Regions from separate parts of the Mus musculus genome. Here regions 2, 3, 4, 5, 6 and 7 are each linked to region 1. Evidence: chromatin contacts called from public promoter capture Hi-C and targeted proximity ligation data. All regions are on one chromosome and are shown on one strand. The core of a region is the stretch at or near the end of the contact, and the rest is flanking DNA. Distances in the headings are between cores, read along the strand shown.

Region 1 (4,219 bases), core at 603-3,102:
AAAGGATATTATCAGATGGAGAAGTAAAAGAGAAGAAAATTATCAAATACATTTACAAATAGATATATTTGTAAAGTACCAATAGAACTAAAAGTAGGGAAGATTTCTTGCCCCCCCCCCAAAAAAAAAAGTAGTGAGAACTTCAGAAAGTCAAAGCAGATGACTCAAAGCTGTTTTTGCTTTAAGAGAATCAGTAAAATAGACAGGAAAACAACACCCACATGTGGTAAAGAAGGCAGAGTGGGAGCTGTAACGGGTTGTCTTTACTCAAGACAAGAACCCTTCCACAAGCAGGGCAGTGGTGGCACATGCCTTTAATCCCAGCACTTGGGAAGACAGAAGCAGGCAGATCTCTGTGAGTTCAAGGCCAGGCCGGTCTACAGATAAAGAGTTCCAGGAGAGCAAGGGTTATATGGAAGCAAAACTCTCACAATGGGAACCCAGAATAACTTTTATAAAAACTTACAACATTCAAATATCAGGAAGGAATAGTAATGTAGTTGAGGTTTTCTTTAAGATACCCCCATAGCCCTGTGCCTCTCAAGTCAACAAGTCTTTCTTGTACTCCTAGGTTATCAAACTGACTGATTTCCAAAAAAATGCTGTGTCAGACTTTGGGGGTGGGGGGTGGTGGTGGATAGGAGAGGAATTTCATTACCATTACACTTCTGTACTTACCAGGGAATGTACTGTCATCTGGATGGATTGAATCGCTGATGCTTCTCTTCAAGAGGTGATAAATATTGGTTGCGGTCAAATCTATAAAAATAAAGACCTGACTCAGTCATCTAACTCAAGAGTTAACATAATCTAGGGCCTGTTTCCATTTCACTATCAGAGGATCTGAAGGCCAGTAAGTTGTAGACAGAATACATGTTGACCAAGTCTATTCAAGTGCTGACACCGCAGAGAAAACAGCCAAGTCTCCTCATTTGTATATGCTAATCAGTAACAAGAAATCAAAACTTCCTTCCAAAAGAAGTATATACGAACTATATACATTTCTTCCTAAAAATGTCTGCTTAATCAAAACAAGGAAAACGTAATATTGAGATTAGTCAAGTACGCCAAAAAAGCAATGCAGCTAAAATCTTTTAAAGCTGGTCATTTCTCTTTTTTTAGTGTGGAATGTTTCCTTCATAGAATGTAAAACTCAGATCTGCAGAACCTATCATTTCTTTCTGTGCTTTCTTCAAGGTGGTAGGAACGCCAAGGGACACTTCTTTCTGCAAGCATACCTTCCCTAAAAGCAAAAATTCGATGACTATGCCACCAGAAGATTCAACCAGGCAAATATTCAGTTCACCAAGCACTTGGGACACTGGCATCTAATACCCACAACTTTATATCTTTTCCATTGACATACTACTGCTCAGTTCTTATAGAAACTACTTCAGAGAGTTAGTTGCACGTTCCCGGGACCATTCGACCTATGCGCCTCCCTCCGGGATTTCATCAGAAACTCAAATCCTTCGCTTCCCCGCCGCCGGTCGTTCCCGCCTCTTCTCCGCCCAGAGCTTACCGGGCTGTTTGTCGGTGCTCTCCAGGGATGTCGCCTCAGTGCCAGGCTCGATCTCCCCACCCGCCACGGATCGAAACTTCCCTTCCCTCCAGGTGACCAGCAGCAAGTACCGATCCATCCTCTTCGCGCCCGGACTCAGTGTTAGGTCTCAAAAGAGCCGCGCGCAACGTGCACTTCCGGTTTCCTGCCGCTCAGGTTGGCTGCAAAATAATGTCCTACGTCGGTTTTCCCGCCAATTATTGTGGGAAATTATTCTCTCAGGAGCCACACTCTCTGCTCCTCTCATAACGAAACCGCTACCGGCGGGGACCCGAGTGTGGCGGGGAAGCAGATGAGCGCACGCGACGGCAGTAGGAACCTTCATGCTCGGGTGTCTGTGTTTCCCGCCGGACCCGTGGTGCTGGTTCCCCGGCGGGGCGGGTGCAAAGTAAAGGACGCCGCGGGTCGGAGAGCATGTCCAGCTTCTCTAGGGCGCCCCAGGTGAGTTTGCGCGTTTCGGGCAGGATAGTGTGCTCAGTACGCTGGCGAAAATGAAGAGCAGTGTTCACAGGGATTTAGTGCAGAAGCTGAGCTTTCAGGGAAGCTGACACCCGTACCCAAGAAATGCTTTAGGAGTCACTTACCAGAGGGTTGTGAGTCTGCCTACCACTTGATATCTTTGTTTTGGCTCCTTTCTCTCCTCAGTCTGCCCCTTTCGTGTCTTTTGTTCCTTGCGGAAAGAGAGCTAAAGTGAAATAATAGGTTGAATGACGTGGGGCAGTAAAAACCACTAAAAGATGTTTATTTTTGTTTAGTACAGTAGGGGAGGGGGAAGGGAAGGTGTGGAGCTGTAGCTGATGTAGCGTAGCATGCCTGGGTTCCATCCCCAACACCGCATAAACCTGGAATTATGGTGCACGCATGTTATCCTAGCACTTGGGAGGTGGAGGGAGAAAGATCCGAAGTTCAAGGCCAGCCTTCTCCGATACTTAGTGAGCTTGAAGTCAAGCCTGCGCTGCTTAAGACTGTTTATAAAGAATGAAGACCTGTTGTAGAGTTTTGACCTAGAAGTCTTAGGCATCAGAAGGATCAAGCAAGCACTCAAGCCGCCAGGTGGAAGATAAACTGTTCACAGATGGGAGATCTTTGAAGGGCTAAAGGGAGAATTCAGTTAGAATTCTATTTTAGTGTACCACACAAAATACTCATTTTACAAGTCAGGCTGAAACATTGGAGTTCTAAGAAGTCCACAATATATATTAAAGATTTGAATGTGGGTGTAAAGAGAAACAAGAATAACTTTTAAGAATTCTGGTTTGGGCAACCGGAAGGCTGACTCATAGGGAATACTGAAACTGAAGCAGATTCTAGATAGAAGAGAAAGAATTAGTTTCTGATATGTTAATCCAAGACAACTCCTAGCCTAACACTACTTGAAGTACATTTCCTTTAAATGTAGTTGTTACCTGTCTATAATCAGGTAAATAACAGATGTGAATATTTAAAACTTTGACAGCAAGTTGACATGTGGCAGTATTTCTATTATTTATCAAGCTTTTTTAAAGTATTAGTTCACATGGAATGTGGTAAACTTGTCTTTTGCGTATGCATAGGCTAGTTTAAAATTTAGGATAACTAATATGAAACCACAAGCTTATAAGTGTATTTTTCTAGCATATAATCCTTGTGTATATGCATATGAAAGTACCTGGACAAGATCTTTCTGGAATAGAGATAATTTCCTTAGTTTGGAGGCATTGAAGACAGTGATTTTATCAGATGACCTAAAGATGTCTTGGAAGACAGGCCTGTAATACCAGCTATTCTAGAGAATGAAGTGGGGATAGTTGTAATTTCAAGCCTTTGGCGGGTACAGGGTGAACTCGAGGCTAAGCTGAGTAACTTGGTGAGACTCTTGTCTCAAAAGCATGAAAGGGGTTAGTGATGGGTCTCAGTGGTAGAGTGCTTGCCTGGTTTCTCAGTTCTCACACACACATAGACATACTGAATCTAAGCTATACTGCTCTGATTGCATAGTTGTGTTTAGCTCTCCTAGAACTGAGTTCTTGAATAATCTTCAGTTGGCAGTTGGCCACTCAGCTTTCTGTGTAACATGCCTTACTATCTTAATGCCATAACAAGAAAAGACCTCAGAACTGGTAATGGAAACAAATTACACACCCACACAAACTAGTGATAGTCTGTTTTTCAAAGTAATTGCTGGCATTAGTTATAGAATACCCATAATAGTGTATAGTAATGGTTTTAATTGTTTCCATTTTAACTAGAATTTTCTTATTCTCTTTATTTCCTAGCAATGGGCCACTTTTGCTCGAATGTGGTATCTCTTAGATGGCAAAATGCAGCCCCCTGGCAAACTTGCGGTTATAGCATCCAACAAACTGCAAGGATTAAATAAACCAGTGTACCATCAGCTGAGTAAGTACTGCCTTAGATCCGTCATGGGCAGCCGTGCTTTACAACTCCAGAATAGGAACTTCATGAGGTTTCACGGGACTGTGTTCAAGGGCTCCTTTCTGCGTGTATATAAAGATTCTCTATTCTATTCCTTCTGGAAGACCTCATCAGGTGCTAAACTGAATTTGATGGTGTGTGTGTGTTTTAAACAGTCCCATTTGATACTATTACTAAACAAAAACCCACCAGTAACCTTACTTGCACTCCAGTGCTGTCCTGATTTCCACTGTAAATTGAGTT
Region 2 (3,903 bases), core at 701-3,200, 2.4 Mb before region 1:
CTACATTGATAAGTGGGTTAAACATTTTCCTCTTGGGCTCACTGGTAAAGCACTTGCCTAAGATATACAAAGCCCTAGGTTGAATCTTCAGCAGTGGAAAAAATTATTTTTCTTCCTGTTTGTCTAAACATAGAGCTTTTTAAACAGATTGATCAGGGATATAGAAAAAAAATCTTACGCTGTTCATCTTTATGGAGTTTCATGGTGTTGAAAGACAAAAATTAATCTTTGCATCGTGGCCCACATCTGGAACCCCAGTGACGGGGCGTTGGAAACATAGACAGTTCCCTGGAGCTAAAGAGATGAGCACTAAGTTCAGTCAGAGTCTATGTCTCAAAAACTAAGGTGAAGAGCACTTAAGGAAGATGCCGATGCTAATCTCTGGGCTTTACAAGCATACCTGCATATACACACATCAACACATACATACATACATACATACATACACATACACATGCACACACACATACACATGCACATGCACACACACACACACACATACATACACACATCAACACACACATGCATACACACACACATATATACATACATACACACATCAACACACACACACACACGTTTTTTATTCTCCTGATATAACTGTCATCCTGGAGGCTTACTGCCTTTTGTTTCTTAACCTAGGCCTAGTCCCCAAAGCTTCTAGCCTCCGGACAACCTAATCTAAACCTAGAATGTTCTCAACCTCTGAGACTTACTGCTGAGTAAGCTCACCCTTTTTAGTTCTTTCTGAGCTCTGCTGGCTGGTTCAACTTAGCTGTCCTGGCTCAAAACTGCTTTCCGAGCTGAAAGGAAAACGCCGAAGAATCTCCACTATTGACAAGATTGTTTATTCAATAGGTCAACGGGTGAATAGCACTGATAAAGGGTGGACAGCCACCAGAAACCACAGTGGCTGGCTGGCTAGTCAAATAAGTGGCTGATCCACTTATAACTGCTTTCAGCTTACAAAAACACTTAGTCTGATTTCTAGGGAAGCAACTAAAAGATAAATAGAAAAGTCTCTTGAGAAACAAACCTCGAGGTATGAACCCAAGTGATACTATGCAGTCCACGCAAACGTAGGTAATCAGAAACACCAAGATCGCTTAGGCAGGCACCATGGGAACCAAAACAAATGGGGGAGGGGGCAAAGACTCCCACTGACGTCACACAAGAGGCTGCGTGTTAAACCCGCTACTCCAAACAGAATAAAAGGAAGCACAGGCGGGTAAAAGTCCCCGCACCAATGACAGGCCCTGCAACACTCACTGCAGAACTTAAGTTTGTTCCAGCGTTGTTCCATAGTGAAAAGCGTGCTTGGCCCACACTAGGCTCTCAACATTACAGGTGTGCAATGTAATGAATGACTTAAGGATGGAGAGCATCGGCTTTTGGAAAGGTAGATGTGCATTGCTTTCTTTGCTCCCATCACCTCCTGGAGTTTTTTTTCCCCCCAACTGGAATAGACATTAATAAATCAAAGCAGGTGGAGTCCTGGCACTCAGCTGAACTGCAAATTCTTTTGCACAAGTCGTAGAGCCTTCTCCTGCCTGCCTCTCACCGTGACCAGGGACCAGATTCTGGGACAACTGCAATCTACGGTTTCCGGAGCTACTTGCTCCTCCTGAGGTCCCAACCCAGGGATGCAGCGCACGGCCAGAGTCAGAATCCCCGGGCCAGCATTCCTCCTCCACGCTTCCCACTTCAGTCTCCCGCAGACCCGCCCCCTCGTCGGTCTCCACAGCCCGCGGCCTCACCCGTCGTGAGTGGCTGGCGATGGCTTGCGGTGCCATATCTTGCCGCTCTCCTTGTTGCCCAGGTCAGTGCTCTGCATGTCGAACCCCGACCCCTACCCCGACTCCGATCCGCGGCTGACCCGGTGAGGGTAACCGTCCCGAGAGCTACCCAGCAGTCCCCGCGCGCCCAACCCGGGAAATTCGAGCGGCCGCCGCGGGGTCTCCGCCCCCAAGGACTGTGCCAATCACGCGGGGGACGCCCCTTCTAGTTACAACCAATCAGGACGGGGATCCGCCCACCTCCGCTCTTGTGGTCCCTCCACTCTGGACAATGGAAACAACCAACGGCTTCTCTCTAGACTCCACCCCTTTTCTGAGGCTTCTAATTCTGCGACCCAAAGGCTTCAGGGAGTTGTAGTTTTCTGAAAACCAAGTCTGGGACTTCAATTCTCTGACACCTATAGGCTCAAACAGACACCAAAAGTGTTTTTCTCCTGAGAGCTTGCTGCCTCCTGCATTTCGTTCTCTATTGCGTTTAGAATAAGAGATTTATAGAAATAACAAAGATGCAAAAGACAAGTTCGTTGAGAAATGGAGGAGTTCCTTTCCTAGAACTTACAGGCACGGCAGAACTCCACAGACCTAAATGAATTCCGCTTTGTTTGGTTTGTTTTTGTTTATTTTTTGCCATACTCATCACGCTTTAATTGCGTAAATTTACAAGATGCTCCCACATTATGGTTTGCAACCCACTCCTCATAATCTAGAAAAGTAAAAAAACGTCAAGAACCAGCTGCACTGGCATCGGAAATCTTTTTCACTTAGCAAAATTCACTCAGTGTTTCTTTAGTGCTTACTACGTGTGGCTGTCCCGCGTGCTTAACAGGCCAACGCACTTAATTCACAGAGAAGCAATTTAGATAATACTTTTAACTCCACTTCAGTGATGTATGAAGTTGCAAGTCGATTTCTAATGAAATCGGTCCACGTTTGGCGTATAAAACAGAAATAATGCCAGGTAGTAGTGGCACACGTCTTCAATCCCAGTACTTGGGAGGCAGAAGCAGGCAGATCTTATGAGGTCAGGCTAGCCTGGTCTACAGAACTAGTTCCAGGATTGCCAGAGTTACACAAAGAAACCCTGTTTCGAAAAACCAAAAACCAAATGAAAAGACCAGAAATGTATTCTCTCAACATTCCGTGTCAACAGAGTCTGGCAACAAAGATTTTCTTCTTTGTCTGGGATAGCCACCTTTTGTTTGTTGCAAATATCTCTTTACTTTTCTCATATATGAAAATAAATGAAAAATCTTAAAGTAAAAATTAAATGAGGTTTTCAAAAGAGAGTGTAAATATTTTTAAGGGAACACGACTTGAGTTCACCACACTGCTAGGAAAGGACCTTTCTCTCCTGATCGGTTTTGAGCTGTAGTCATCTGATGTGTGTATGACTCCTGAGACTTAAGGTGTGTATCCAGACATAGTCAGGCTCTGCCAAAGACTTATCCGATGTGTATGTATGTCTTTCCTTCTTGTTGTTAATGAGGCATGTAATGGTACTTGGTTTATTTATTTATTTATTTGTAATGACACTTGTAACATAGCCTCTGCCCTTTGTCAGCTTCAGTAAGCTTCTTACAACTGCTCCCTCATTAACATAGATCAGCCGCACTTCTGACCCACACCTGCTTCTGTCTCCTGTTCCCTTTGGGGCACTCATGCAAGGCTATTTGAGTCGGTATCTCACAAGGTTCTCTCTAAGTCTCAGAGCTTGACTTGCCATTTACTATGGACAGTTACAGTTGGATTTAGGGTTCACAAGAATAGTCCAGAATGATATTCTTAGATGAAACTCAACTTAAAAAAAAAGATTTATTTATTATTATATGTAAGTACACTGTAGCTGTCTTTTAGACACACCAGAAGAGGGCATCAGATCTCATTACGGATGGTTATGAGCCACCTTGTGGTTGTTGGGATTTGAACTCGGGACTTTTGGAAGAGTAGTTAGTGCTCTTAGCTGCTGAGCCATCTCACCAGCCGGAAACTCCTTAACTTACATCTTCAAAGATTGGTGCATGTGCGCACGTGTGTGTGCGTGTCTGTCTGTCTGTCTGTCTATGTATATGTTTGCTAGGCTTCACGCATACTTCGAGTAGTATGTAGA
Region 3 (4,100 bases), core at 680-3,179, 2.9 Mb before region 1:
GTGTGAGGGGCGACAGCACAGGGACAACACAGCTGAGGGCTAGAACTTGGGGGTTTATAGACAGTGACAGACAGTAGAAAACTGGGCTTGCCTCAGTCCACACTACTGAGTAGTGTGGAGAGAATGAGAAGGTCCTGTGCTGAAGATAAGAAAGCAGACAGAAGGGTGATGTCATCTAAAGTAGACCTTAACTTCAGGACACCAGGGGAAGGCTGGAGAAGGTCTGCAGAAACAAAGGCCACACTTAGCCTGACTCAGAACTGGGCCTTTCAGTGGTTTCACACGCAGAAACTAATCAGTTTATATTTGAACTTAAGTTTTAGCACTGTCCTATGATTGTATTAATAACAATTAAGTTTGGGAAGGCTTTTGCCAATCCTAATAGAATCAATTATTTAAGTTGGGTATAAGCTATTTAAAAAGGAAATGAACTATTTACTCTAGTTGTCTTCAAATATGTCTCAGAACATATGTATCTAAAGAACAAAAACTATCTGCTAAACTCATTCAAATTTAAGAGGAACTTATTCCCAAAGATTTAGACTTGTTCCTTTTTTCAAGTTTCAGAAACTTGACATCTTTGACAACCTATAGACCTTTGCCCCTGAAACACACCTAGGGTTCTGGTGTCTTAGAAGTATTTTGTCACGTGATGTCCACCAGACCCTTAACTCGTTCTCTAGAACTAGGACTCAAAGTAAATCACAAGAATCATAAAAACATTACCACCACCATTCCATAATTCCAAAAGTATACCTGCTGCCCACCACCAAGAGAAACCAGAAATCAGAGGAACTTAGAAACGGTGGGCAGCGAACCCCTGCATTGCATGTAGTAAACATACTATACATGTAAGCACACACATCAAGGCCTTCGTAAAAGTTCAAACCACCTATCCGTTCTTTTCTTTCACCAGTCCATTTACTCTGTCTCTGACAGAAAAGACTCTCCGTGGAGGCAGGATCCTTAAACTATCTGCATGCTCAGTAAACACGACTGAGTAAAACTACCATTCATTGTAAGCATTCGATTAAAAAACAAAAACAAAACCCCTCGGGTCATGCTCCCGTTGATCCTTTATAAACTCAGGCTGTGTAAAGGACGAAGTCCGACAACACAAACCACACACGTACCCTTCCAAATCAGGCCTGACTGCTCTGTCAGCCTCGGCAGCTATCACCCTCACGCATCCAGCCAACATTTCCAAGTGGATCGGAACACGTCTCCGAACTCTGGTGATTGTTCACAGCTCCGGAGACGTACTCTTCCCTCTTCCCGGGGGTGGAGGGCCTTCGTTCCTCATCTTAGTAACTTTTAGTGGTCTTCCAGGGCCAACTTTAAATGCTTTCAGTTACACATGCAACTCCAAGCAGGCAACCTAACCCCCAGAAACGCTCCAGAGGAGGTACGTGTGATCTGTCGCTTTGCACTCCCTTCTCCCACCACTCTCAAGTTTGGGGGCCCGGGGACTTTATTAAAATAAAGATTGCAGGCCGAGGTACCAGGCGAGTCCGGGGGGACACCCGTCCAGCCTTCTTGGGAGACAGCGCACGCCCAGTTTCCCCGAGCCCCCCGACGGCCCGCAGGTCAGGCGACAGAGAAGCAGGGCGGAGCCATACCTGCTTCACGTTCGTTGGCAACTTGCTCCAAGGATAATTGTGCCGGATGTGGAACTCAACGTCGATGTTCATGATGCCGGAGCCCAGGCCCGCGGCGGCCGCGGCTGCCACGCCGCCTGCCGCCCGCGAGCGCCCGGCCTGTCAGCGGAGCCCGCACGTCTAGGCCGCACGAGCACGGCGCCGCCCCATGGCCAGGCCCCCACAGGTCCGCGCGGCGCCGGCCACGGGGCACGGACGGGAGCGCCAACTACGACCCGCGCCTCGGCAGCTCCAAGTTTCTTCCTAGTTTCGGCCTGCCGGAAATGGCTCTGTGCCGACGTCACTTCCGCTCACTGGCCTAGGTCCGAGCGTGGAGCTCCGCCCCCACCCCACCCCCCGCACGTGGTTGAACGGTGCGAGGAAGGCGGGACTCAGAGACCCTCCGAGCCCAGCCAGCCGCGCCTGCGCATTGGGGTGACAGAGGCTCCCTGGTCTGCACCTCTGGGTTTGTGTGACTCAGTTTCCCGAATGTGTGTCTCCAATGGCTCTGTCGGTTGTCTGAGCAAAAGCGCTTCTAATGAAAGAACCACTCTCGCCACCCTGCCGAACAAGAGAACACCGAGTATGCCTGGGCCCCCCCCACCCATTGGCCTAGAGTCGCTAGCGGCGTCATCCCTTCCAAGCATTCGCTGTATCCTGGGGATGGAGAACGTTGGACTCCTTCCAAGATCCAAATTCTTAAAATGTAGGGATTTGAGGTGCAGAAATGTTAACTTGCTTCGATCGCCTTTTTAAACGCAGAACTGGGATGGTTATCCCTACAGCTCTCCTGAGGTCTTTGGGAACGGTTTCTTCCAGAGTATATTTTATTTCCTAAGCAAACTCATTTAACTGCAAGACTTCAGTGGTTCTTTGTCTATTTTTTCATTTTAAAGCAATGTTTTTAAGTCATGTTTTGTTATACACTACTGATAAGAACTGAAAACATTAAAGACGCTTAATCCATACCTCAACAACTGGCCAGTCTGAGGCATGCCATTATATCTAATTATTTGAAACTATTATGGTACACACTGCTCTTACATAGGTGTATTGGTCTGGTTATCTGATCGCAGTAACTTCCTATCCTGCTGAGATCCTCCTCAACGTAGCTAAAATGTTCTGAACTCCAGTAATGCAACAGTATTCAAAAGTATGATCTGTCTACTATGTATCATTCCCTTGCCTCAACAGTCAGTGAAACATTGCCACAGCGACTAGGCCTATCAGAAGAAGAAAGTGAGGTTGGCAGGGCTACAAGAGCCCTCAGAATGGCAGAGCCCACTGGTTTTCACAATGTATTATTTTATGTATGAGTGTTTTGCCTGCATGTGTGTGTGTGTGTGTGTGTGTGTGTGTGTGTGTGTGCACCACCAGTGTGCCTTGTACCTTCAGAGGCCAGAAGAGAGCATCAGATATCAGGTGCCCAGAAGTTGGATTTCAGATTTTTTTTTGCTAAACAAAAGCAAGTGATTTTAGCTGCTGGGCCAACTGTCCAGGCCCAGCCCAAGGCTGTTTATTGGAACCATCCTGTGAATTCCTCAGGAACACCCTTCATAGAAATATTCTGTCTCCTGCTTTAGTTTAGGAAAGTTCATTTAGAGTTAGTGAAATAAATACCCCCTACATTTTTCATAATTCGCATGTGAACAAACAGTATTCTTCAGAATCGTTTTATCTAGTATAATGTAAGTAACAAAATTAAAGATATCTTCATTTTTAAATCCCTACAAATCTTTATTTCAACTGCTGAAAGCAGTTAACCGGGCATGAATCTATTCATCCTTTTTGTATTTTCAATAATAAATCTAATTTGAACTCAACAGAAGCTAGTAATGGTGAATAGATGCCTGCCAAATCAGTAAAGTACAGACCTTTGAGAAAAATCCCACCATGGTGAATTATAAAGGCTCTCAGTATGTAGCCCCCAAGAGCAGATTTTTAAAGGAGGAGATAACATTAGATCAAAGCTATGTGGACAGGAAGAAGACAGATAGCAATTCCTTCAGAGTGGGAACCTGTATCAGATTGATTTATAAAAATACAAGATGCTTGTGGAAGGACTGACCTGTCTCCATTTCCCTCAAGATGGCCAGGAAGCAAAGCGATTCTGGTCATCCCTCAACTAACCCACAAGGTGCAGGGCCTGCTGGGTGGAAACTCCAGGAACAAGATAGTTCCCTGGGCATCAGAAAGGAGAAAACAACTACCAAATGGATTCCCTGGGCAGCGCTGGTGACCTCCTTGAGACATTTTGGAAAACAATAAATCCCATTCTTTTACATTCCTGACTCAGGTCTCTGCCTTTCACATTCTAGAGAAATCAGAAACTACAAGGTTGTGGCAGGGCCCCACCCAAAGACACCTTCTGAGTAAACAATAGCTTCAGACATGCAAATGCCATGTGCCGCCTTCTCTGCCAACTATACTGGGTCAGATTAGAGAAAATTACCCAGCTGGTTT
Region 4 (4,152 bases), core at 399-2,898, 2.5 Mb before region 1:
TTCAGGAAAAAAAAAATCATGCATCTCTGCTGAACGAGTCAACTTTTTTTCTTGTCTCGGTATGTTAAACAGTTACAGTACAGCAGCTCTTTGCCTGGTGTCTACATCATCCTAATAGAGATGAGGTAAATTCCATCGGGGCATGTGCACAGATTATATGCAAATTCCATACCAGTTTATTTAAGGGACTTGAACAACACTCTATTTGGGTATCATGGAGGGTTCCAGAACAATCCCTTTTAGATACCAACGGACAACAGGATGGCCTTACTCAGTTTTACATCTCCTTTAGTGTCCGGCACATGTGGTCCTCAAAAAGCAAATGGTTGAATGCATGAACAAAAGGTTGAATATCTGAATTTAAAATATTTTCTTTGTTCAGAGTTAAATCCTAAACTGGGATTCTCAGTGGACCTGGAACTGTCTTTGGGGTGAGCATAAACTGGTGTGTGTGTGTGTAACTTTTTGTCTTGTATTTTTCTTATGAGGGATACATAAATACATTGTGTATTTAAACACATTGTGTATTAAATACATTGTGGAGAATGCATTGTTTTATTTTACTGATGTTAGTACTGTATTATAAATACTTTCCATTAAACCACTTTCTATTAAAAACTACACTGATTTCTTAAATTCTTTGTATAAGTAGTTTGCATTCTGAATTTAGTTTCAAGGGGCTTGAGCGCTATTAATTTTTGTTTTAAGAATGGGCCGAGAGTGGGACAGGGTTGGGTTCCTCTGCTGGTGAGACCATTAAGCCTCAGCATACACAAGTTTTAGAATTTTAGGATGCAACTAAATATTGTGCACGTTGATATCAGCAGCCAGGTCTTCCCTTCATGTAAATGCAGAGTGCAAATTTTCGGGCTGGTGTGGCTTGGTGGAGCTCTGCTATCAAAACACAAAAGGGTCCATGACTGGAATGGGGGTGGGGACTAAACATCCAGGCGCCAAAGAGTTCTCTTACGTCCGTCCGGAGCGGCGAGTACAGGAGCGAACACTCGGAGTGGTTTCCTTTCGCCCTCGTTTGTTATATTCAATGGAACAATGACGAGAGGGCTGAAGGGCAGAGGTGGGGAAGACGCTGAGGTCCTCGGCTGGCCGCGCTGCGGGGCTGGTGCCCACTGCGGAGAGCTCGGCTTCAGTCAGTGGCTCTCCGGGGAAAGAGGGACGGCAGCAGGAAGCAGAGGCGGGAGGCTCCAAGTGGGGCCACACTTAACTTTTCCCGTCCAAAGCTGGAACTACGGGGCTCCTGCTGGACTCGGGCTAGGAAGAGGCGGAGCAGCGGCTGACAGGAGCGCGGGACTGTTGACAGCGGGTGGGGGCGCGGCTGGCATCCAGAGGGCGCTGCCAAGGAGGAGCCGAGAGTGACAGTGGGCGTGGCTTAGGGAGGGGCGGGGCCTTAGGACGCCGGCTCCGGGAGAGATGGGGTTGGTTTCGGAGGACCTAGGCAGTTTCAAGGGAAGAAAGCGACCGAGGTCGCGGGAGGCGGGGTCCGACTTCTGACGACCGCTGGCCGAGCAATCGCTTGAACGGGGCGGAGCCTCGCAGGCCCTGGAGGAGGAGCTTCTCGCGACGGGGCGTGGCTTCTAGTGACAGAGGCGTGGCCCCCTCCTGACAGGGGGCGTGACTCTCCCTGACAGAGGGCGGGGCGGCGCACACCTCCCGCAGCGCCCGGTTCTAGAGGAGCGGCCTGGGTCGCATCCCAGAGGAGCGGCGGAGTCCTCGAGTGGGGTGCCCGGCTCGTCCCCGCCTCGGCTGGCTCCTCCTCGCGGCCCTTGTGGGTTCAGGGAGCGGAGTCTCTCTCGCACCCTGGCCTGGCCTCTCGGCGCTTCTGCCGGGCTGCAGAGCTCCGTGGGGGGCCCCCTCGCGCGAGGGCCCTCCGAGTGGTTCCGGGGTTAGGGTTCACGGGTCAGAGTTGACTCCCTGAAAAGTGCAGTCGCTCTGAAATGCAAGATGGCGGCGGCGAGGCGCTGAGGCGAGGCGGCCCCTGCAGGTAGCTGCGCGAGCGGGCTGGGGACTGGGCCTCGCGGTTGCGGGTGGAACCCGAGCAGGAACTCGCGGCGGGTAGGGAAGCCGAGAGGCGCGGGCGCTGGCGCGACACGGGACGGGGCAGCAGCGGGACACAGACACCCCCCCCCTCTTCGGGACCCAGCCCACGGTGCTGGGGCACGCAAGATCGGACCCGGGGGGAACTGGGCCTGCCCCGCGGCGGGGCGGACGGAGTCGCAGCTCCCGGATTCTCTCGGGGGTTGTCAGAGCGAGGACGGAGCTCTGGGTGGAGGGTTTGGAGGGAAAGCCCCAGCGCCTTGGTTGGGAGAGCACTGAGTAACTTGGGGGCGCAGAGGGGATGGGGAGCCGGTCTCCCTGGGGGGAAGGACGTCTCTGGGACAGCGGACCCTAACTACCGTGCGGGTCCTGGGGAAGATCTCCAGCGTTGGGCCTCCGGAGGCGTGAGGCCACCTCGTGGGGACACGGCGCAGCCCCCCTCTGAAGAGTCAGCCAAGGATCTCCGGCTGGACTGTAGCGCACTGGCTTTGGGGTCGGAGCAACGGGAAACCTCAGCAGAGAAGACTCAGGAGTTGCATCCCCAAGAAGTATAGTGCGAAGTATATTTTGAGGAAGAGCAGGCTTTTAGGGGAGAAGTTCATTAAAGAGGGTGGAAACACACTTGTCTCTGCTTAGGTAGTGGAGCGGGAGTGCAGACTTGGGAGAGCGATGGACCAGAGGAAACTCCAAGCCTTGGGGCTTAAAGGGAATTGGCTAGGAGGGAATAAAAAGGACTGGGGTCTGATGGCAGGAAAGCCGAGCCCTGACTCATTTCTTGTGTATTTACACCGAAGTTCCAAGAGAGGGACTTAGAATTCTTTGTTTCGGTACTCCAAAGGTACCAGTAAGAAACGAACCAAACGGAAGAATAAGATTCTGTTTGCTATCCTTAGCTTACTCTGGGCAAAGCAATTGGAAAACTGAATGTAGAGAAGAAGCATAGATAAAGTAGGAATGCTCACAGTACTTTTCTGTCACTAACCCTTCTCTAAAAGACAAGACCAAAACAAACCAAGAAGAGATAAAATTTAGGAGGAAATTATGAGAAAGGCCGATTGAGAAGTTGTGACATTTTTAGGGTGGGATTCCATGCAATTCGAAGAAGCAATTCTCTCGGAGATTAATATTATGGCAAATGAAAATCCGGAAGGACCACTCCTTCCCCAGGAAAAGACTGTGTATTGTGGGGTACACAAGTACACCTTTCTATTTGTGGTGCTGGTCATTGTATTTCAGAAGTCTTTGTCCTAACACTTTAATTTGTATGCAGTAGTAATTACCTGTTTCTTTTTAAAATGCCTTGAAAAAGTCATTATTTCAAACTGGCAGTGGGGATTAATAGAAGTTTGTTCAAACAAGGCTACTGGCACATAGATTATTTCTAAAGAAGCAATTCTGATTCCAGATTTTAAGCGAAGGAAAGAAAGGCTGAGTGCTGCCAGGGACAGTAGTTGGGTAACAGGGCATATAAGGAAAAGGACATTCATGAATATTTTTTATCTTAGTTTCTCTCTCCATCCTCCAAGCATTTTAAAAGTATACAGACTAATTTTAGGCAAAGTAAAATGCATAATCTTAGATTTTGTTTTGAATTGAAGTTTCAAAACATAGCCTAGTCTGGCCTTGATGCCATGGCAGTCCTCCTGCCTCTTCCTTGTCAGTGCTGGGATTACAAGTGTGTACCACCATCTCAATCTTAGATACTAATTTTTTACATTTTTGTTTATTTGTGTTTGAGTGCAGTTATGTGCACATCCCACTGCCTGCATGTGGAGGTCAGACGACAACTTTCAGGAGTTCTGGGTAGCAGACTCAGGTTGTCAGGCTTGGTGGTAAATGTTTTTACTGACCAAACACCTCACTGACCCTTAGGCATTTTTGTTAATATAGAATTTATAGTATTTTATTTATCAATGATTTTTTTTATAGAACTACCTCTTGATATGTTTTATTTGACTGCTTAGATTAAAATGAGAAAAAAGCCGGGCATGATGGCACATGCCTTTAATCCTAGCACTTGGGAGGCAGAGGCAGGCGGATTTCTGAGTTCGAGGCCAACCTGGTCTAAAAAAGTGAATTCCAGGACAGCCAGGGCTACAC
Region 5 (4,285 bases), core at 1,390-3,889, 2.7 Mb before region 1:
AAAGTATGTACTCAGATTTCATCTGCTCTTTACACATTTACCCAAGGCGTCCTCTACTCCTCTGCAAGTTGCCAGGTCGAAAGTGTAGCTACATATACCTACTACAAAGAGGGAAGAGAAAAAACGGCACTAATAGCCCCCAACTACTTCACTTTCTAAATGATCTGAAAGGCCGGCATCTCTGCCTCCGACAACATCGCCTTGAGTACCCGGAGCCTCTTGCTGTTCATCCACCAAAGCGCAAGCTGCTTTCGTAGAATTGGACTCAAATCCTCTGTCTTCTGGACCCCTGTGGTTTCTCCCTGGAAGGAGCCCCCTACATCTTTAATAACTGCATCCCTTAATTGTATTCTCTTGCCGATATCAGCTCTCCCCCCAAAAAGCTCAGCCCCAGCATTGCCTCATCTCTTAGCCTGGTTGGTGTTTTAACATTTGTTTGGGATCTTCTGCGGGCCTTTTACAAGCCATTTTTATTATTGCTGCACTAATAAATTATTTATGGTGGGAAACCAAACTCAGAAAATCCTGGCTACTTGAAGACAGACTTTATTAAAAACATCTCCTTCCCCCTTGCAACACAGAACCCACAAGACACACTCGGTTCCTCGGCCTATCCAGCCTCAAGGCACAGTAGAAGAGACACTGCCACTGGCTACAGAGGCAGGGCTGTGGAAGAAAAGAACTGGAAGCTAATTCTCTAGCATGCTTTTATTTCTCTGCTTCTGCCCAGTGCCACCGTAGGTCCAGATGAATGTGACTTCCCAGGTCTGACTAGTAATGATGGGAGGCCAGAAGTCACCCTAAAGCAGTAGTCACTTATTCACACAAGAATTGCCTATGGAGAGACTGGTGAGTTGATTTGGTAGAGAGATATCATAAGACCCAAAAATTAACCTGCAAGCCCCACCGGCCAAAGAACAAGGACTAGGTAATTCCTTAGAATGCTGGGAGTTGTAGTCCTTGGAAAATATCAAAGCCACCTGGGAAAATACAATGGCCTTCAAAGCCTCTGTAAAACATGTCTAGGGGCCGCCACGCTGGGAATTCCAGAGAGTGGTCCTGACCAAAATTTATCCTGGTCAGTATTTAATTAAAGCTTGCTTCAAATTTGCCTCAACGTGGTAGAATTGCCCACCCCCTCCCCGTGCAAATCACGATTAACAGTGTCTCCATGGACACAGTGCTTGATGAACAGTCTTGAGGACCTGAGCTCAGACCCCCAGCACCCATGCAAACAAACAAACAAACCAACCCATTAAAGCACCTATATCTTTATCCTGGTGCTGGGAGACAAAATCCAAAGAATCAGAGGTTCATCGGCCTGCCAGTACAGACAATAGAGAGCTCCAGGCTCAGTGAGTCTGACCCAAAGATAAATAGGGACAAACGTGAGCAAGGAAGACACCTGACATTGACCTCTGCCCACCGCGGGCACACAAATGCACACTCTCTCAGAGGATGGAGGAAGATGGGATGGTTATGAATGGCCAATTCTGTGCCTGGTGGTAAGGCACTGGGCTGAGATGTCTCTAGACTAAAAGGGAGTTATGTTCTGCATAACAGGGAGGATCGCTCTGAGTTGAGAAGTAGCATAAGACCCTAGGTAATCACGGACTTAACCCTCTCTGAGGACCCCACAGCCTTTCACCTGAAAAACAGACTGGCCACCCCCTCGTGTTAGGAGAGATAAGCTCTTAACAGACTCTCTTCCCTTTCTGAAGCGGCCGTGAAACCCAGGAGGACTTTATAGCTAGAAATCAGAGAACACCAGGAATTGAACTCTGCGTAAAGGAAGAGAAAGAAGGGTTCCTGTGGTTCCACAGCCAAAAAAGCCCAACCCTGGGGCACTGGAGCAGCGAGTGTAGCCTGAGACTCCTTCCTGACTCCACGACCCTGGAGGCTTTGTTCTGAGCCAGGCGCCTCGACGCCAGCGCTGCTTGCCCAGAGTCCCTCAGAGTGGGACCCAAGACTGTCTCAGCTCTTCACTTCAACGCCATGGGGTCCGGACGCTGCGGGGGCCTCTTCTTTCCCCTTCCTTTGCCACTGGGGTAGTCGAGCTTGACAGCAAACGCATCAAATGACAGCTTTAAGGCGGAAGGAGTGGGGGTAGTCCCTCCCCGCCCCTACCGCACTGGGTCCCCTCTTTCACTTAGCACACCCTGGCGCCTGGAGTCGGTACTGGCAGTAAGAGAGGTTCAAAGAATGCACCCCTACCCGTCCCCAGACGTTCTGGCCTCCCCCAAGGCTGATCTGCCTGCAAAGATCGGTCCCGCAGCTTCCAGACCCTCTGGGACTGACAGTTCCCAACTCTCTAGGCTTCCTTGCTACACCCTGCTTGTCCGGGACCCGTAGAGGGGACCTAGTGCCGAGTGCAAGACCAGGATCTTGGTGGCGACAGCTACGCCTGATGGGGGAGTAGGGGAGGTGCAGAGGTGCCAGGGCACCGAGGGTCAGCGGGACATCTGGCCTGGCCATGCGGCTTCAAGTTTCCACGGACGCAAGGTTGTGCAACTGCGAGCAGAGCGAGAGCCGCGGGCGCCTCGGAAAACAAGGCGAGCCTATAAACAAAGCCACGTGGCCTCGGGGCGCGGGGGGGGGGGGGCGGGCTAAGAGCAGGCGGCTCTTCCGGCAACAAAGAGACGGGGCAGCGGCCCGGGATAAATACTGCGCTCGGGCAGCCGCTCAGCATTCCCAGAGTCAGGAGGCGACCTTCCCCAACGCCTGCGCCCCTGTGAGTGCAAGGATCCCCGCGCCCACCCAGGATCCGCAGCCCTCCACACTAGTTGACCCACTCTTGTCCCGGTCGCCGCCTGCGTCGTTCCCCAGCATCTTCCCAACGCGCCGCATACCCTGGGCAAGCCAGGCCGGTTCCTGGCTGTCAATCCGTCCCGTCCGTCGGTCGCGTCCGCGCTCTGTACCATGCCGTTCCTTGGGCAGGACTGGCGGTCCCCGGGCCAGAGCTGGGTGAAGACGGCGGACGGCTGGAAGCGCTTCTTGGATGAGAAAAGCGGCAGCTTCGTGAGCGACCTCAGCAGGTGAGGACATTCGCCGACTTCCAGCCCCACAAAACTGATTTTAGCTGGTCGGGGACGAGGGGGAAGTGCACACCTCAGGGGCAGGTGAAGGAGGGCAAGCAGGTCTGGGCCAGAATAAAGAGGGGGCTTCCGACTGAAGGGACAGGAGTGAGGTGCCGGGATTTCGGTAAAGGTCGCCAGAACCCGAGAGATGGGTAATTTAGTGTCTCCTCCTGATCAAGGACAGTGTCTCCCAGCAGAAAAGATCCCATACAGAACCCAGGATCCCTCAATCTGGCAATAGGGGATTATGTCCCTAAACACTTGAACACAGGCGCACAACTCATGGACTCTTCCTTTAGATCCCGCAATTGCAGTCACTGTTTTAAGTGGGTGCTAGCGACTTGGCTGTTTGCCTTTCACTGTCCTATGACAGGACCCCAAGAGTACAAGAGCGGTAGTAGTCACAAGCCGGATGACGGGCCCTGCCATGAGTGCTTGAAGGCTCTTCCCACGCGCAGTCGACGGCTGAGTGGGCCGAGAAAAAAAAAAAGTGACTGGGAGGGGCAGCCGATGGGCCCCGGGACAGCTTGCGGAGTGGGTCGTTGTGGTAACGCTTAGGGGCTGCGGAGGGAGGCAGGGAAGAAATGCAAGAACAGTGCTCTGCTTCAGGAAGGACCAGACACTTGCACCTGTTTCCTCCGTGGCCCTTTCGGTCTTTATACCGTGAGCACACTCCCATCCTTAGTGGTGCCTGCCCGCTGCAGAAAGACCACCCAGACTTGAAGTTTCACCTGAGCTCCGCTGTCTAGTGAAATCTGAGGTCAGAACAAGTGCCCACTCATAGAGTATCAGGTCAAGAATCAATCCCCAGCCTGGACAGCTGACTCCCTGAGACACCTGAGGAACCGACAGAAGTTTGTTTGGAGGCGCTGGTGCAGTTGAAGTCACCTTTCGGTGCTCTCTCCTCCCACTGTCCTTTGATTAACACACACACACACACACACACACACACACACACAACCTGCATCCCTAAGCTGACTTCAACAGAGACTTTTGTGAGTGTGCCAGGTGACGCTGAGTGAGATTTGCCAATGGTTGCTTGAATAAAGGTTTGGTAATTAATTATCAAGAAACCAGTGGGACCTCCAGGGCCTCCCATTTGTTTGTGATTTGTAATGCTTGAATTCCCTTTGTCTCCTAATGAGGTGAAACAGTTCCCTGAACTTAGGGCCTTCCAGGAGAATCAAATATATTAGCCTTGTGTTAGG
Region 6 (4,364 bases), core at 208-2,707, 2.3 Mb before region 1:
CAGTTTGGGATGTCCTGAAACTCTTGCTCTCAAGCTTTCTGAGTGTGGGGTTGCCTGTTCCCCCACATCTACCTTGGACTCCTTCCTAGGCTTTTATGTGGATGTCTCATTTTGAGGTGCATTCCCATGTGAGCCATCTCTACCGTCCAGTTACCAGGTCCTTCTAAAGGCAAGGACCCCAAAGAGAGATGAAGTGACTTTCACAACATTAGGTACTGCTAAGAAGTGGTTTGTCACAGTATAAACGCCAGTGTTTCTAGAGTGTTTGAAATAATGGAGCACTGGAAAGTATGTGGAAATGCACATGGACCTCGTCTTTGCCTGGAGGATGTGAGTCACGTGGGCCACTTGGACCTAAGATTTTCAATTCCTTTACAACGTTAAATAATTTTTTTTTCCAGAGCCCAAATTTCACATTTTTTAAGTTTGAGGAATTTTTTTTTCCCGATCTGAGAACACCGAGTCTGTTTCTTTTCTTATTGTCCAGACCTGATGGTAATTATGTTACACCTCAGCTCTGTGTTTACAACGCACTGCCTCTTCCAGTTTGGCCGACAGTTCCTCTCCCTCCACCATCCAATAATGATGATTTTGGATTTTGTTTAGAGAAATGGGTCCAGGGTTCTTTGGTGAGCAATCTCTTTGATTGCAGTAAGTTCAGATACTTAGTTTACTACAGGTCAGTTTACACCTATGTTCTTTACGGAAAGTTTTACTGATCCTAAACCATATTTTCAAAAAAACAAAACCAAACCAAAACAACAACAACAAAAACCAGCAACTGAATAAAAGTTCTAGTGAAATCGGTATCTTTCCACCATTTGTTTAAAACAACCATCTTCATTTCTAATTTAAAGCCCCCCAATGAACCAGATCATGTCCAATTATAAATGCGGTCTCAAATGCGTCTCAAGATTTCCCAGTCCTCCGCTGCCACTCTAGCCCCCCCATCATCCTAATCTTTTCCCGTATCCTCTGAAATTCTTCTTCATAACTCATTTGCTTTTCTGTCTACCCTGAGACTGCAAAGTTCAGGTACCGCTACCGTGCTCACAGCCGCAGCTGCATCCCCAGTGTCTAAAAATTTGCCTGAAGCTGTGACTAAATGAGGAACTATATGCGCTATCTCTTCCTTTCCCTTTAAATAAATACTCTTCAAGAGGCACTACTCCGATTACAACTCCGGGGAGAACTAGGGCATGTAGCTTCCCCATTGGTTTGCAAGACTGGCCGTTGCTCTGGGTAACCACTGTTTCCTACTAGCCTTGCCGTCGTCGCCCCGCCTCTCCTGCTTGGCCCCACCCCAGGACGTCGAGTCCCGGTACTGAGCTGCAAAAACGGCACTGGCCCTTTAAGCCGCCGGGACACTTCTGGTCACGTGGACCGCGGCCACCGGAAGGGGAAGTTTCTCTTGTGATCGCTGCCTAGCTTGTCCGAATTCGGTGGCGCCACGTCCGTCGGTCTCCGCCTCCTGCACAGCGGCTGCGCCTCCACTTTCCCTGGCCAAGCCGGCCGCGGAGCGCGGGGTGGGCACGGGAGGACGCGCGGCGCTGCGCAGCCGGTCACCTGACGGGCGACCATGTCGGACATCGGGGACTGGTTCAGGAGCATCCCGGCCATCACGCGCTACTGGTTTGCTGCCACCGTTGCTGTCCCCTTGATCGGCAAGCTCGGCATCATCAGCCCGGCCTACTTCTTCCTCTGGCCCGAAGCCTTCCTCTATCGCTTCCAGGTAGTAGCTGGCGTAGGGCGGTGGAGACTACAGCCCCCAGGTGTCCCCGCGGCTACGGAACGGGTTCGCCGGGCTGCGGGGCGCGCTGGGGCTGGTGGGATCTGTAGTGCGTCCGCCTCCAGGGGTTTAAGGCTGGGGTCCTTTGGGTCCCGGGAGGTCCTGGGGTCGAGTGTTAAGGCTTAGATAATTTAGAGTCGCGGACTGGCCTGCTAGGACGTGACTCACAATACCTGTCTGGCAAGATTGTACTTCCCGCCTTCCGCACTCTGAAGTGAGAGGTAAGTTGCCATTCTGTTGGCAAATTGGGCCCACCTACCTGAATGTCTTCCTCCCTCCTTCTATCTATGTCGTGGGTGGCGATGCCATCTTAATCAGTGGTGTCTACTTGACATAATTCTGCGTGGGTTGTTAGCGTGTTTACAGTTTCTCTCTCCTCCCTAAAGCAGTGGTGTAAAGGCAGATATTAATAAGAATTAATTTATCTGTATTTCCTACGGGCCCTATCCGATCACCTGGCATATAGCCGTTAAATGTTACCAGTGAATGAATAAACTACTCAGGAAACGGGAGATACTAATTTTCTTAAGCATTAAGGATATTAGTCAAGATTATCATTCTAAGCCAAAGAATGTTAGTTTCCTAGAGGTTATTTTTATTGATTCTGTGATATAAAAATTTAATCAGGGGACGCTCAGATTATATTAGATCTGGATTTCCACACATTCCTTAGCCTTCTCTTTCTACTTTCCACTGGATGTTATTTTCTCGTCTCCTTTGCTGATTTCTCATTTTCCTCACCCAGATGTTGGGATATGCTCTTGGAGTCCGTTATAGGATCCTCTGTAGTCCATCCCTTGGACTTAGATCTTTATCATACAAGGGGCATAAACACATGAATGGGAGACTGTCGGATATGTGAGTATCTTTATTGTAGTGGTGGAAATCACCACCTGGTGACCAGTAGACATATAATCAAATCTCCCTTTCATCTTTGCAAATAGCAACTGTGTTTGCTAGGGGGGTTTAGCAGTCATAGAGACATCCCTGAGTTCTTTTTTTGGGTTTCCTGTTTAGTGCTGGGACTCAAACCCAGAGCATAGCACGTGCTAGCTGAGTGCTCTGCCATCGAGATGCACATCTTGTATGGCCTCTTGACTTCTTTTCCCCACCCCAGAATCTGTCAGCTTAGACAGCTGATTCTGCCTCAGCTGTCTATTCGGAATCCAGGCCTTTCTCCATCGAAAGCTGTTAGCATGCCGGCTTTGCTCTTTCTGTTCTTGCTGAGCAGCCGGGGCAATCGTGTGAGAACAGAAATCATGTCCTGTCAGTCTCCTGAGACTCCTCCCATATCTGTGAACTGGGATGGGTAAAGTCCGTGCCAGGGCTTGCTGTTGCAGTACCTAAGTTGACCCCAGGACCTTTGCACATGTTATTTCTCTCCCTGAAAAAGGTAGTCATGGCTCATTCACTTTCATGTGTGTCTTTCAGGTCTCTGCCCAAATGCCATTTTCCCTTGTAGGCCTTCTCTGATTGCTGTCCATCAGAGTGTTCCTCCTTCACTGTTCCCTTCCCTTCCCTTTTTCTTGCGACATGCCACCTGCTGGTATTTGCTAGTTCACTTCCCATTGAGAACCTAGATGAGTGCTGGGCACATAGCATCTGCTTGTGTATTGCCTGAGTTCGTGGACATTCTGGGAGCTTGCTATGTGCTGGGCCCTTGTCTACAACGGCAAATAGGACAGAGGTTCCTGATCCTATGAGAAAAACAGAGGGAGGCATACTGCTAAGGACATCGTTCAAGGTACCAGTGTTTCCGAAAAATCTAAGAGAACACTTGAAAATGTCTTTGAGTCTGGCTTTTGGACCCAGTCTTTCAGAAAGAACTAATAGTAAACTGGGAAACTAGGCAAAAAATGGGAATAGAAAGAACACCGGGTACCAAGTAGAGAGCCAAGTGAAGTGGGAAGCCTGGTAGATGAAGACAGGGCGTTACCCTGGGGTCTGTGCTGTAAAGCACAGGTGAGTCGTAGAGGGCCTTGTAGTTCAAGGTAAGAGGCTAACAGTCTAAGTTTCTGTAGCACTAAGGATCAAGCCTCGGGCACTGCACATGCCAGGAAATCCTCTGCCTTCCACCTTTGATTTGAGAGCACCCGTGGCACCTGGGGGGATTGGAACAAAACACTGGAAGTTGATTCCTCACTCAGAGTGAAGTCAGTGTGTCGGGAGCACTGGGCGATGGACTCAGAGACATACACATTTACTTTACTGAGTGTGGGAATGCTTAGCAGGGCTTGGGTTTGGTTTGAAGTGTGGATTAATGGTGTGCTTTGATGAGTGTTAAATCTCGAGGTGTTTTCCAGGCAGCCCAGTAGAGACTTCCTGCAGCAGTTGTAAGAACATGAGTCTAAAGCTTAGCCTGAATTGTTTAGTGTTGTTATGTGTTAAGAAAATAATTGCGTTAATAAATGTGTTTTGGCAGAGTGCTGTTGTGAACCTTGTACCCAGTGGCATGTTGGGTAATGTGAGTGCACGGGGAGCGTTGGCTGTAAATCATTTTATGAGAACGTGGTCAAAACTGACTCTCTGAGCCTTGTGAAATCTTGCTCACTTGTGTAGTCAGATTGCTAGAGTA
Region 7 (3,848 bases), core at 1,134-3,633, 2.5 Mb before region 1:
CAAGCCCTGGCTCTTCAACTGTAGTAGGGGATTTTTAAAAGTCCTAATTCTAACTACAGTTTGGAATCTATTAGTCAGTGGTCTCTAGAGGCACAGAACTCATGGGTAGTCTCTATATAGTAAGGATTTGTTGATGACTTACAGTAGTCCAACTCCCAACAATGGTCAGCAGCAGCTGTGAATGGAAGTCCAAGGATCTAGCAGTTGCTCAGTCCCACAAGGCAAGCAGGTGAAGAAGAGAGTGAATCTTCCTTCTTCCATTGTCCTTATGTATGTCTCCAGCAGAAGGTGTAGCCCAGATTAAAGGTGTGTGCCACCACTTCTGGGATTCATAGCCACTATGCTTCAAGATCTCCCTGCCAAGATCCAGGTCAGAAACTTGTATCTCCCAGATTCCAGATTAGAATCACAGGTGAGCCTACCAATTCTGGATTGTAGTTCATTCCAGATACAGTCAAGCTGACAACCAGGAGTAGCCATTACAGTATCCATAAGGTTTCCCAGGGCCCTAATGGCTACATTCTCACTCTCAACTGGGATTCTATCATAGGAGGCAATGCTGGTAGACTCAAGCTGGGAGAAGCCTGCCTTGGCTGTTATATAAGATTTGGGGGGGCTGGAGAGATGGCTCGGTGGGTAAGAGCACCCGACTGCTCTTCTGAAGGCCAGGAGTTCAAATCCCAGCAACCACATGGTGGCTCACAACCATCCATAACGAGATCTGACTCTCTCTTCTGGGGTGTCTGAGGACAGCTACAGTGTACTTACATATAATAAATAAATAAATAAATCTTAAAAAAAAATTTGGGTTCACATTTTCAAATGAAAGGTAAACAATTACTAGTCAATAGACATAGCTTTCTTTTTGTAGACAAATCTGCCATGACTGTGGGAGTAGAGTAAGCAAGGAGGTTCTTTTAGCAAAAGGTTGGAAACTACTGAGCCCAGGAATCTTGAGTGCAAAGGGCAAAGAGCTATCACTTCCCCACGTGCAGCCCTTAAACAACTGCTGCCATTTTAGCACACGCTCTGGTTCAGTTGTTGGGCAGGAGGCTAGAGCTAGCAGGCCTGAGCAGGAGGGAAGACATTCTGAGATCAAATATCTTTCATAAAGAAAAAGCTGGAAGAACTCCTCCTTGCCCGCCTTTGCTCTGCTCTTCCTCCGCTCCTGGAGCAGAGATCTTGAATACACCCATGACACCCCTTTCACCTCTAAAGCTTTGTGTGCCTTATTTTAATCAATACCCATTTTATAGACTGGGTCACACAGCTAGCGAGCCAAGGCAACAGAGCCACACACACGTGGCTCTTGCAGTCCTTCAGTACTGTGCTGACACAGTTCTGGGCATAGACAGGGCATACTGGGATTAGGGCAAGTATAGCCCTTTTTAGGACATTATTTTTTTCCTGGTGATATTAGGAACTTTTCTTATAATTCTCTATAATATCTGAATTTTTCTTAATAAGAAGTATTGCATTTCTGATGAGAAAACAAAACAAAAACCCCAGGTATTAAAAAAGAACTTCTCTGGATGGATCCCACAGTAGCTACTGCCTGGAGGCTCCCTGCGTGGACTCTTCCAATGAGGCTATTGAATATGCACTGAGTTCCACATTTGGTGAGCCAAGGGCAGATGAATTTTGAAATCCGGGGAGGTGGTTTGGGTTGCCCTGTACGAGTCTGTAGAGTAGAAAATAGGGCTGAAGGAAAAACCCTGGAAGCAACTGGTGGAAGAGGAGCAAGTGTGAGGGCAAATAGAAAAGCTTTATTACTAGCTCCACATTAGTGCTCTATAACACAAGCCAGTGTTTTGTCCACGACCTTTACATTCTAGAGTCAAAACGTTTCTTGAAAGTCTCAAAATTCTGCTAGCCTTGATCCAAGTCTTTAAATTGTGATGTCTAGTTTTTTTAGTAAATGCGTGAAGAGTTCTGGTCTCTTCTTCAGAGACCCTGGGCTTTTGAACAAGTTACCTGACTTCTTCAAGCCCAGTATCTCCTTTTACAAGATAAGAATAACCGGGCTCTTCTCACAGTTATTGGGAAAGAAATTTTAGAAATAAAATGCAAAATAAAATGGGGAGAATACTGTCAGTGGTTTAAAGCTGATACTTACCAAGTTAACTGGCTCTCCAGAGACCACGACTATTCGAGGTACTCAGGAGGAACTCACTCTATCCAGCTCTAGACACAAAGAGGTCAAAACCTTTGTTGGGTGGTTTAGGAGGCCCTGGAGTCAGGCAAGAATTTCTGCTCCACCACGGAAATCCCCAGCCGCTGAAAGACTACCACTCCCAGAATGCAACGCTCCGGCCGACAACCCACCGCTTCCGTGTGGGCGGCGCGCCGGTGCCGCTCTACACTCTACCTTGCCTCGGCAGCCTTGGCGCGGCTGCTGTCGCGCGCTTTGGAGGCTGGGTGATGGGCGTCGCTCTAGGTGTCGCCTCGTTTCGAGGTCCAGTTGCACTTCCGCGCGATGGAGACCGGATGCTGGGTGCTGGGCGGCGAATTTGAGGACTCGGTGTTCGAGCAGAGGCCGGAGCGCCGGCCCGAGCCGCCCTCCCCCTACCGCGCCAAGCTCTGCGAGCCGCAGGTGAGACGGCTGCCCCTCTTGCCGCTCCGCTCTGGAGCCGGCCTGCGGCGAGGCCCACCACCGTCACTGTCCACCCGCCCTGCAACCAAGCACGGCGACTTCACTCTTGTACCCTCGGGTTGTCTGTCTCCGTCCCCCACCCTCAACCCACGTGTCCTGCAGGCGGGCCCGGGCTAGCATCACACGCCCCCTTCCTGCCTCCAGCCCCGCCCAGGTGCTCCGCCGTAGCATCCTTGCAGGCCTGCTGGCTGCCTAGAAGAATAAAATAGTTCCAAGCTAATTATGTTTCATCATTTCCTAGTAATGTATTGAGACTTGGATATGTTATTGTTGAGTTGGGATGGCTAGCTATGTGACTAAATGGTTGCAGAGTGCCGAACCTAACGGTGGCTCAAATACCTCGTCTCGAGTGACCCAGTGTTTAAAGAATAGAACAAAGTTTTTCTTACTGTGATGGCCCAGTAGAAGGAGAGGCACTAATTTAGCACGCTTATGATGAGCCTTGATACTCAGTGAAGTGTATTTCTCAGAATACAACCAAGCTATTACAATGTTAACTGTACTGAGTCAACAGAATTTAGAGACTTTCTTCAGCCTCAGCAGGTTTTATTGTAAAAGAGAATAGGAGATGCTTCTTTGGGGCTGGAAAATTGGGCATGCAGAATGCTTTTCATCCTTTTTTTTTAATTCTTTCTTGGTAGTTACATCTGGATCTCACCTTATGTCCAGTGGGTTTACATCAGAAGAGGTCGTCTTACAGATGTGTCCTCAGATCCTCCAAATCTTTGTCTGGGATGCACAGAAACCTGACTCCAGTTAAAATTTCCTGTGCTCTGTGTGCCTTTGTAGCATTTTTATAATAGGACCATCGCCATAATCACAGTTTCCTACGTCTTGTGCACAATTTTGTCAGTCCCTATTCACTCTCAATTGCTCTAAAAGAAAGCAGATAGCACTTTAAGAGTCACTGGACTGCACTTGGTGATGTCATTTCCAATAACTTCACTGTGGTTGAAACCGTGTGCTTTTATTTATTTTTTAAATCTGTCATTGACATGTATAGACATGTGATCATTACAACTTTTATTTTTTAAAACCACGTTCATTTATTTGTGTGTGGGTGAGAGAGCCATGGCACTGTGTGGCGGTCAGGGGACAAACTGCAGTTGTTGATTCTTTCCTTCCACCACATGGGGCCCATAGATCAAATCAGGTTGTCCGACCTAGTGACAAGTGCCTTTACCCGCCGAGGCAT

Evidence for each region. Promoter capture Hi-C pulls out the DNA fragments that hold promoters and counts their contacts.
Region 2: a promoter capture Hi-C map of embryonic stem cells shows a contact between it and region 1, with 4 times the contacts expected there. A contact is called at or near these places in 5 of 39 promoter capture datasets (the 3T3-L1 cell line, embryonic stem cells, hippocampal neurons and 2 more), 1 of 484 Hi-C or Micro-C datasets (B cells), 5 of 130 datasets of targeted methods (the SCID.adh cell line, astrocytes, embryonic stem cells and 2 more) and 1 of 9 other capture datasets (adipose tissue).
Region 3: a promoter capture Hi-C map of pre-B cells shows a contact between it and region 1. A contact is called at or near these places in 1 of 39 promoter capture datasets (pre-B cells), 1 of 484 Hi-C or Micro-C datasets (CD4 T cells) and 1 of 130 datasets of targeted methods (astrocytes).
Region 4: a targeted proximity ligation map of astrocytes shows a contact between it and region 1, with 5 times the contacts expected there. A contact is called at or near these places in 5 of 39 promoter capture datasets (the 3T3-L1 cell line, the C10 cell line, embryonic stem cells and 2 more) and 2 of 130 datasets of targeted methods (astrocytes and large pre-B cells).
Region 5: a contact with region 1 is called in a promoter capture Hi-C map of pre-B cells, with 4 times the contacts expected there. A contact is called at or near these places in 2 of 39 promoter capture datasets (hippocampal neurons and pre-B cells) and 1 of 130 datasets of targeted methods (astrocytes).
Region 6: a contact with region 1 is called in a promoter capture Hi-C map of embryonic stem cells, with 4 times the contacts expected there. A contact is called at or near these places in 4 of 39 promoter capture datasets (the 3T3-L1 cell line, embryonic stem cells, hippocampal neurons and 1 more), 6 of 130 datasets of targeted methods (astrocytes, embryonic forebrain, embryonic stem cells and 3 more) and 1 of 9 other capture datasets (liver).
Region 7: a promoter capture Hi-C map of pre-B cells shows a contact between it and region 1. A contact is called at or near these places in 6 of 39 promoter capture datasets (the 3T3-L1 cell line, the C10 cell line, cranial neural crest and 3 more), 2 of 130 datasets of targeted methods (large pre-B cells and pro-B cells) and 1 of 9 other capture datasets (embryonic stem cells).

What each region holds. Positions count from the first base shown.
Region 1 is chr15:55,555,041-55,559,259 of GRCm38.p6, reverse strand. It overlaps Mtbp (Mdm2, transformed 3T3 cell double minute p53 binding protein), which reads right to left and starts at 1,852. Exons shown (of 22, transcript NM_134092.3): 1 at 1,523-1,852; 2 at 679-759. The coding sequence starts at 1,640. Mrpl13 (mitochondrial ribosomal protein L13) reads left to right here and starts at 1,948. Exons shown (of 7, transcript NM_026759.3): 1 at 1,948-2,002; 2 at 3,817-3,940. The coding sequence starts at 1,976.
Region 2 is chr15:57,910,246-57,914,148 of GRCm38.p6, reverse strand. Tbc1d31 (TBC1 domain family, member 31) reads right to left here and starts at 1,950. Exons shown (of 21, transcript NM_001081396.2): 1 at 1,758-1,950. The coding sequence starts at 1,834.
Region 3 is chr15:58,413,297-58,417,396 of GRCm38.p6, reverse strand. It overlaps Fam91a1 (family with sequence similarity 91, member A1), which reads right to left and starts at 1,929. Exons shown (of 24, transcript NM_145959.3): 1 at 1,620-1,929. The coding sequence starts at 1,691.
Region 4 is chr15:58,074,004-58,078,155 of GRCm38.p6, reverse strand. It overlaps Zhx1 (zinc fingers and homeoboxes 1), which reads left to right and starts at 1,648. Exons shown (of 4, transcript NM_009572.4): 1 at 1,648-1,999.
Region 5 is chr15:58,213,246-58,217,530 of GRCm38.p6, reverse strand. Fbxo32 (F-box protein 32) reads left to right here and starts at 2,639. Exons shown (of 9, transcript NM_026346.3): 1 at 2,639-3,035. The coding sequence starts at 2,920.
Region 6 is chr15:57,889,511-57,893,874 of GRCm38.p6, reverse strand. Derl1 (Der1-like domain family, member 1) reads left to right here and starts at 1,457. Exons shown (of 8, transcript NM_024207.4): 1 at 1,457-1,732. The coding sequence starts at 1,580.
Region 7 is chr15:58,032,829-58,036,676 of GRCm38.p6, reverse strand. It overlaps 9130401M01Rik (RIKEN cDNA 9130401M01 gene), which reads left to right and starts at 2,383. Exons shown (of 6, transcript NM_029418.4): 1 at 2,383-2,593. The coding sequence starts at 2,477.